Linked DNA regions of Macaca mulatta: region 2 is linked to region 1. The links are chromatin contacts, called in public Hi-C maps. All regions are on one chromosome and are shown on one strand. Each heading gives the region's core, a stretch centred on a gene start, on an enhancer-like site or on the middle of the called end of the contact. The rest is flanking DNA. Distances are from core to core; before and after follow the strand shown.

Region 1 (4,474 bases), core at 896-3,395:
CTAATTTGGTAAGTTTTTCAAATGCTTTAAAGGGATGTTTAAACCAAAACGTTTCTTCAGTAATATGAAACATTTTAGGTCTGTATATGAAACTGCATCCAAGGTCAGGTGATCTCTAAACATTCAAGGCCCAAGGGTATTAAAAGAGCCTAAATATTCAAACACCTAAGGATGCTCCTATGCTGAAATGGTGTTATGCTACATCACTTCAACGCCATAACAATCAAGATATCACAACCAAGTCTCACCTGCAGCCAGGAGAAAGAACATCCCGCTATCTTGTAATCAAGATTCACTACCACAGTGGTTCCTAGACGTTTTCCATTATAAAGACTATACAGAACTACAAAGCTTTTAAGATGGTGAAACGGTTTGGATCTGTGTCCCCGCCCAAATCTCATGTCGAATTGTAATCCCCAATGCTGGAGGTGGGGCCTAGTGGGAGGTCACTGGATCAGGGGGGCGGAGGTCTCATGAATGGTTTAGCATCCCCCTCTCCCCTGCACTGTATAGAGATAAGAGTTTTCAAGAGATGCGGTTGTTTAAAACTGTAGCACCTCTCCCCGTCCGTCCCTCTCTTGGTCCTGCTCCTGCCATGTAAGACGCCTGTCCCTGCTTTGCCTTTCACCATGAGTAACAGCTCCCTGAGGCCTCCCCAGAAGCAGATGCCCTTAAGCTTTCTGTACAGCCCATAGAACTGTGTGAGCCAATTAAACCCTTTTCTTTATAAATTACCCAGTCTCAGGTTTTTCTTTATAAAAGCCATGCAAGAACTGGCAAATACTGATGGCAAGTGTCATCATTTCATAAATGTAATGATTTGGCGCGAGAGACACACAGTTTGCAAATAATTGTTGAATAAAAAAGCGAGTTCAAGAAACGTAGCACATTCGTTTTACGTGCATTTTCCTCATTTTGCTACTCTGGCTAAAACTCTGTCACAGGCAAGCCCAGTAACTGTCAGGCTGCAACCTAAGCTTATTGCTATTTCATTATGTTTATCACCCATTCAATCTGATTCATAACCTGAGTTTTTCAGCTCCCCCGCCCCAGCGATCTAGAATGCTTTCCTCCCATCTCCGCTTCTCAAAAGCACCTTTTCTTCTGAATGCCTTTAGAATTTCTAATATCTGTCAAGGACCACTTCCTACTCTTTCTGCTATAAGTTATTTATGTATCTCTTTTATCTCATTTACTAGAGTAATAATTTTCATGCTCAGTACTAGCTCACACATCTTGCCTTTTGTGGTTTCAATTATTCTGTAAGGTTGTAGATAATAATGATCCCCTTTAATAAACTAAGGCACAGAGAAGTAACTTGTTCTAGGTCACCCAACTTCCGACGGAACAAAACTGACATTCCAGTTTTGTGTTGGATTCGAAAGCCAACTATTTTCACGCCATTCATTCCTTCACAGTGTCTATGGGTGCCAGGTCCTATAGGGCGCTGGAAACACGAAGGCCAATGCTGCCATCCCATTTTCAAACGGGAGCCTGCTTGTCGCTAAAACCAGGCGCGCTGCTGGCCCTCCGGGACCAGTCGAGGCCTCTGTGCCTCCCTCCCACTTGGGTGCGCAGTTGGAGAGGGGTGCGCAGTTGCAGAGGGGTGCGCAGTTGCAGAGGAGTGCGGACCTGGGGTGGCCGATACCGAGGAGCGGGTGAGTCGGGCGCCTCCCAGGGCCTAAGACTTCGGAGTTACATGGCGGGGCGGGAGAGGGGGATTTCCCCGAGCCCTCGCGGTTCTAAGTGGGCACTGGGGGCCCGCGTACAGGAGGCAAGGGTGCAAAGGAGCAGCGCCAGAAAGAGAGGCGAGGCGAAGGAAAAGGGGCGGGCAAGAGAGAGCTGGGGACCCTAAAGCGCCAACTGCGTGCGCGGCGCACGCGCATCTGGGATCGGCGGAGGGTGCTGGGTCTCCGGGCCCCACATCCGAGGGCTGCCGCTTGCCCTCCGGCCCGGCCGGGACAGCGACGGGTCTCGCTGTCCTGCCGCCCGGCCCTGCATCGCCCTATTGTTTTCCCCGCTGAGTACTCACCACCCGATTGTCCCGCTTCCCCATGGTGCTGGATTGAGCGCACAGTCGCACGCCAAGGGAAACCGGGCCGCAGAGACTGCCGAAGCAGGACCGCCACAGGTCCTCCTACCGCCTCCCCACTCCGCCCAGAGAGCGGCACCACGCGGACTCGACAGCCGCACTTGACTACAGCGCCCCCTATCGCTGTGGAGGACAGCCGGCTCCAGCGATCGCTGCAGTTGGCTGAGCGCCTGCGGGAGTCCGGTTGTTTATTAGGCACCCAAGAGCGGGCGACTCTGCACTTATGCACCGGAGTCCCACCAAGGCAGCTCGCTTCAGTTTGGCCTTGGATTGTTTTGCTTTCTTCCATTCTTTTTTTTTTTTTTTTTTTGAGACGGCGTCTCTCTCAGTCGACCAGGCTGGAGTGCAGTGGCACGATCTCGGCTCACTGCAGCCTCCACCTCCCGGGTTCAAGCGATTTTCCTGCCTCAGCATCCCGAGTAGCTGAGATTACAGGCGGCCGTCAACACGCTGGGCTAAATTTTTTGTGTTGTTAGTAGAGACAGGGTTTTACCATGTTGACCAGGCTGGTCTATAACTCCTGACCTCAAGTGATCCGCCCTCCTTGACCCAAAGTGCTGGGATTACAAGCGTGAGCCCCTGTGCTTGGCCTTTCTTCCATTCTTGATGCGCTGAAATATGCGAGGGTACACAAAGATTCTCCCGATGCTTATTTTGTGCTTGACAGAGTGCAAGTGCTGGGGACAAAGTGAGGACCAAGGAGCCTTGGTCCCTCACGGAGCCCATCGGCTGGTGGGGGGAAAGGCAGTGCTGTCATAGACGCCGCTAACGAAATCACCCTCTAATTTCAATCCCATTCATTCATCACCTATGCATTCATTTCACACTAATTTTTGAACATGTCGTTTGTACAGTTTTCACTAACGGGGTGGCTGGAAGCTGGAGCTGGGTAGGGCACAAAGATGATTAAGAAAAATCCCTATTGTCAAGGGGCCTGTTTATAAACTCGTAAGGGCGGTAAACACACACAGGGTCAAATTTACTGCATAGCATATCATAACATTGGCACTTCCGTACCGCAACTTTAAGGAAGATGATCTGGGCTCCAGAGAAGATAATCACATTTAGTAAAGCGACCCCTCTGGGTTCATCTTAGCAAGTGTCATTAGGAAGTAGTTGAAAATCAATTAGGATCTTCTCCGGACTCTTGGAAATGGCAAAATGGGAATTACACTCATTACATACAAGAACATGCTTTAAAGTCATCTTTCCCAATCTCTGCCTCCCTTCCTGCATTTTTCATGCTACACTATATGGCAGATGTTCCCGACTGCCATTTTCTGTCTCAAAACTTTTCCAAACTCTCACATGCAGTCCTTGGTGGTTCTGCTCCCTACTAAGTATTGTTTATTTCTCAGTAACCCACTTTCCAAAATGAGGCCTCCAATCTCTCATTTTTCCTCCTCCTCCGTTACTCCTGACTTAAGCTGGGGACTCTGACTAAAGACAGGCTTCTTTTTATACACAAGACGAAGAGGAGAACCTGTTAATGTTAAGTTATTCTTTCTTTCCTGGCTTATTTTTCATGTGTTAAATATTCTAGGCATTTGACAGATATTATTTTTAATACTCCAACATGATAAGCATGAGAATACCTGTGAGACAATATAGTTTTTTCTTCTTTTTCAGCTCCTTGGTTGGCCGATTGTACAGAACACAGAAATTTTTAAAAATATGGTATAAGTCAACAGAAAGGTTGTATTTCCTTTAGAAGTCTCTCTCTCTCTCTCTGCCGGTGTACACAACCCCTCCTGGATGAAACATGAATCCCTGGGGGGAGAGAGAAACAAGAAAATGACCAGGGGCCTGTGGAGACAAAGAAGATGGCAAGAGCTATCGGGAGCTCATCTGAGTGGACTCCATAAAGACCAAATCAGTCCAAGACTTCTCAGGATATAATTCAGTGACAGAAAAAATCTTTACACATTCTCTGCACATGTGTGATCTGCTAATAAATACACTTCCCTGATAACAATGGGCCTACATGCCCTTCCAAATGTTCTAGGCATAACCAAGAGATTACATTCCATTTTGTGGATGACAAAAACTGAGGCTAAGGGAAGCTGAGTAATTTGTGCCGGCTTCCACAGCAAGAAAGCAGAGAAGCTGGGGATTCAAACACAGGTGTGTCAAACATGAAAGCATTTACAAGATGCAGTCTCTATTAAATACACACGCAGAAACATAGACATGCATAGACACACACACACACCATGAAAGCATATGCTTTCCTTACAAAATCACACTGCCTTTGAGAGGGGAGAGAAGAGAAGGAGGTTTGAGAAGTGGCATTTCAGGTGGATTGTGACCCTGGGCCAGCTTCCCTCAGAGGAACTGAGAGGGAAGGACATTACAGAGGGAATAGCTTGCATGAAAGAGTGG
Region 2 (4,051 bases), core at 318-2,817, 75 kb before region 1:
CTATAAAGTCATAAACTTATTACATTGATAATTAGAAAGCAAAGTTGACCTATTCTGCTAATATGGGCTGAACAGAAACAGCAATTTGTTCCAGGGCTAAAGACATTTACATTTCAAAAAGATATGCATGAATTAGTTCCTATAAGTACTTCTTGAAGGCTCAAAATTTAAAACAAGATCAAGACCACTAAATTCTTAAATAGTGACGAATGTAAGGTAACATGAATTAATTCTTATAAATACTTCTCGAAGGCTCAAAATTTAAAACAAAGATCAAGACCACTAAATTCTTAAACAGTGATGAATGTAAGGTAACAACTACATCTTAGGATCAAATTAGAGTTACTGTAAGAAAGCATTCCTACTATCATGAGTGGATTTGAAAACATGTTGAAAAATCCCATCGAAGCTGACAGAGCACTGAACCAACTTCTACCTGGAACTTGGTGACAGTGACTGATTTGTCTCTAACCATAAAGCCCATCAAAAACCAAGATTGTCTACTTAGTAGTAAAAAATAATAACGACGATGATAGGAGGATTCTGCTGAACTCATGTTTTCAATGGACCAAAAAAATCTTCCCCTAGGTATGGAGAAGTAACTCAAGTGGAAAGAAGGGATGCTTGAAATTATTGCAAACTCTTTATTCATTACATAGATTAGCCACTGGTGGGTACCATGCATCCAGGATTTATGAAGATTTCAAATACGCCGTCCTTTTGCCCCCATAACCACACTCAAACTCGTGAGACCATGTGCCTCTATTTTTAATTACGAAAATAAGGACGCTGTATCTCCACCGGTGGTTAGAACTGCGAAACATCCCAACCACAACGTCCAGAAGGGCGACTGATCGCAGAGCTTCAAGTGATCTTAACTACGTTATGTGTTCCTGACACACTACAGCTGTGTTCCGAGGGTCTGGGACGCAGGGCAGAACCATTACTGTATTAAGCTTTCCCGCTCATGGGACGCGGTGCTCAGTCCCCGGGGACCGACAGGGGCTCCACCAACAACTCTGCGCCTCCCTCTCGCGGCCCGGACGGCAGCAGCGCAGGTAACTGGAAATGACTGGCAAGAAAAGCACCTTTTAAAATAACAAAAACAAACCACTTATCAGGAACTTTTCCAGCCTGGAATGAGGAATATTTATAAAAACAGTGGTAGAATATTAGGACATTTCTAGGCCCAGTTTCACCAAGTGAAAAGACCTGGGATAAGACGAGCCCAGGGCTGCACTGGACTTGCGGGATGCAGAGACTAACCAGAAGGGCCCTGCCGTCGAGGGACCCTAATCTCTGTACGCTTCGGGGGCGCCCGGGTGGCAGCCGGTGTCCCGCCGCGTCCCTGAGAGGCTTCGGCCTTGTCCGACCCCAGGCTGAAGATCAGGTGGCCCGGGGCCAGCACGTTACCTGCAGCAGGTGCAGCTGGGCCACGAGACCCCGCGGCAGGTGGAGGAAGCAGTCGCGAGCGTTGGTGAAGGCCACAGTCACTGCCGCCCCGCCTCCCCCAGCACCCGCCAGGCGATCGCTGCCCCACATCGTCCCGAAGCGTCGCTCTGGGTTTGCCCACCCTAGCGCCGCAAAGGACACGGGACCTGGCAGGCCGAGGACGTCGGAACCGGAGGAGATCGATCGGCCCCGCCCCCTGAGGCCCCGCCCCCTCTCCCCGCTGCGCGTCTCGCCGTAAGCCTGTAGTGGGGTGGGACAAGAAAGCTTCTGTCACCCACCGCGCCTCTCCGCCAAGCCGCTCGGGGGCGGCACCTCGTTCATCAAATCCTCGCACGCAGGAAACGATGGCCGACGCTGTCGATTCTTCAGCCAATCCTGACACTCCTTAACTCATCCCGCTCTCTTATTGGATAAAAGGGAGGTCAGCAGGGCGGATGTTGTCCTCCCTGCGAGGATCAAAGTAGGCAAGATGGCGTCCAGCGGTGGGGAGTTAGGGAGTTTATTTGACCACCACGTCCAGAGGGCGGTGTGCGACACGCGGGCCAAATATCGGGAGGGACGACGGCCTCGTGCTGTCAAGGTAAAGTGATTTTTGGTTTCATTCGCTCTCCTCGGTAGCTTTTTGTGAGCGCTAGCGCCATATGGCTAACCTACGGAAATAAAGGCACGACAAGGCTTCCGTCAGATCTGTCGCTCATTAGAGCTGGCGTGAAGAACCCTGGGCCAGGTACCAAAGATTCTCACGACCCTTTTGGTCAACTATTAGAACATCAACTCCACGAGAATAGGGCTTGGTTTTAGTCATTGGATCTTCAGTGTTTACAGTACTACTTGGCACAGGTAAGCGCTCAGTGAATATTCGTTGAGTGATTGTTCCCAGTGACTTCTGCCGACTCAATTTCTGGAAAAAAATGTCGACTGAAGGTAGTCTGTTATATGCCTTAGGTAGCCTCTCACATGGACTGTTACTCTTTATGCAGAGGGAATGGCAGAAATTTTATTTTGTGTTTTTTGCTGACTGGGTTGAACAGATTATTTCTTGTTTTCAAAGTTCTGTTTAAAAAAAAAAATAGAGGCAGATTCGTCCTAGGCTTATTTGCGAAATACGTTTAATAACTATGCATTTCTTTCAGGTATATACAATCAATTTGGAATCTCAGTACTTATTAATACAAGGAGTTCCTGCTGTGGGAGTCATGAAGGAATTAGTTGAGCGATTCGCTTTATATGGTGCAATTGAACAGTACAATGCGCTAGATGAATACCCAGCAGAAGACTTTACTGAAGTTTATCTTATTAAATTTATGAACTTACAAAGTGCAAGGTAAGGTGCAAGTTAAGCAATGACTCGTTTCATTTCCTCCATTCATATTTCTGTCATTTTGGCCCCAAGTTTCCCTCATTCATATCTGAATTACCCCAAAATGTAATCTAGCATATCTTCCTACAGCCTTTTTACAGGTTAACTTTACTGAAACACTGTATCCATCACATCCCATGCTTAACAATTTAATGTCCTGTAGCGTGGTAGAGTAAAAGTTGGGTTTGGCCAGGCACGGTGGCTTACGCCTGCAATCACAGCACTCTGGGAGGCCGAGGCAGGCGGATCACGAGGTGAGGAGTTTGAGACCAGCCTGGCCAACATGGTGAAACCCCGTCTCTACTAAAAATACAAAATTAGCCGGGTCTAGTGGCGCATACCTGTAATCCCAGCTACTCAGGAGGCTGAGGCAGGAGAATTGCTTGAACCCAGGAGGCAGAGGTTGCAGTGAGCCGAGATTGCGCCATTGCACTCCAGCCAGGGCAACAAGAGGGGATCTCCGCCTCAAAGAAAAAAAAAATGGGTTTGAGGGCTGGGCGCCAATAACTCACGCCTCACGCCTGTAATCAGAGTACTTTGGGAGACCGAGGCAGGCAGATCACTTGAGGTCAGGGGTTCAAGACCAGCCTGGCCAACATGATGGAAACCCCGGCTCTACTAAAAATACAAAAATTAGCTGGGTGTGGTGGTGCAGACCCGTAGTCCCAGCTACTCAGGTGGCTGAGGCATGGGAATCGCTTGAACCCGGGAGGTGGAGATTGCAGTGAGCAGAAATCACACCACTGCACTCCAGCCTGGATGACAGAGCGAGGCTCTGTCTCAAAAAAAAAAAAAAAAAACAGAAAAAATTTGGGTTTGGCGCCAGGCATGTGGCTCACACCTGTAATCCCAGCAGTTTGGGAGGTGGAGGTAGGCGGATCACCTGAGGTCAGGAGTTCAAGACCAGTCTGGCCAACATGGTGAAACCCTGACTCTACTAAATACAAAAATTAGCTGTGTTGGTGCAAGCCTTTAATCCCAGCTCCTGGGGAGGCTGAGGCACAAGGATCACTTGAACCCAGAAAGTAGAGGTTGCAGTGAGCCAAGATCATGCCATTGCACTCCAGCCTGGAAAGAGTGAGACTGTCCCAGAAAAAAAGAAAAGAAAAGAAAAAAAAGTTGAATTTGATCCCAGCACTATGGAAGGCCAAGGTGGGCAGACAGCTTGAGCCCAGGAGTTCGAGACCCGACTGGCCAACATGGCAAAACCTCACCTCTGCTAAAAATACAAAAATCAAG

What was found. A called contact is a pair of places that touch in the nucleus more often than the background predicts.
Region 2: a contact with region 1 is called in a Hi-C map of CD4 T cells, with 2.5 times the contacts expected there. The contact joins the promoter of PEX1 here to the promoter of FAM133B in region 1. A contact is called at or near these places in 3 of 14 Hi-C or Micro-C datasets (CD4 T cells, fetal cortex germinal zone and liver).

What each region holds. Positions count from the first base shown.
Region 1 is chr3:126,788,900-126,793,373 of T2T-MMU8v2.0, reverse strand. FAM133B (family with sequence similarity 133 member B) reads right to left here and starts at 2,145. Exons shown (of 11, transcript NM_001261033.1): 1 at 2,033-2,145. The coding sequence starts at 2,056.
Region 2 is chr3:126,863,484-126,867,534 of T2T-MMU8v2.0, reverse strand. It overlaps PEX1 (peroxisomal biogenesis factor 1), which reads right to left and starts at 1,567. Exons shown (of 25, transcript XR_013415456.1): 1 at 1,414-1,567. RBM48 (RNA binding motif protein 48) reads left to right here and starts at 1,892. Exons shown (of 5, transcript XM_015134238.3): 1 at 1,892-2,032; 2 at 2,586-2,776. The coding sequence starts at 1,922.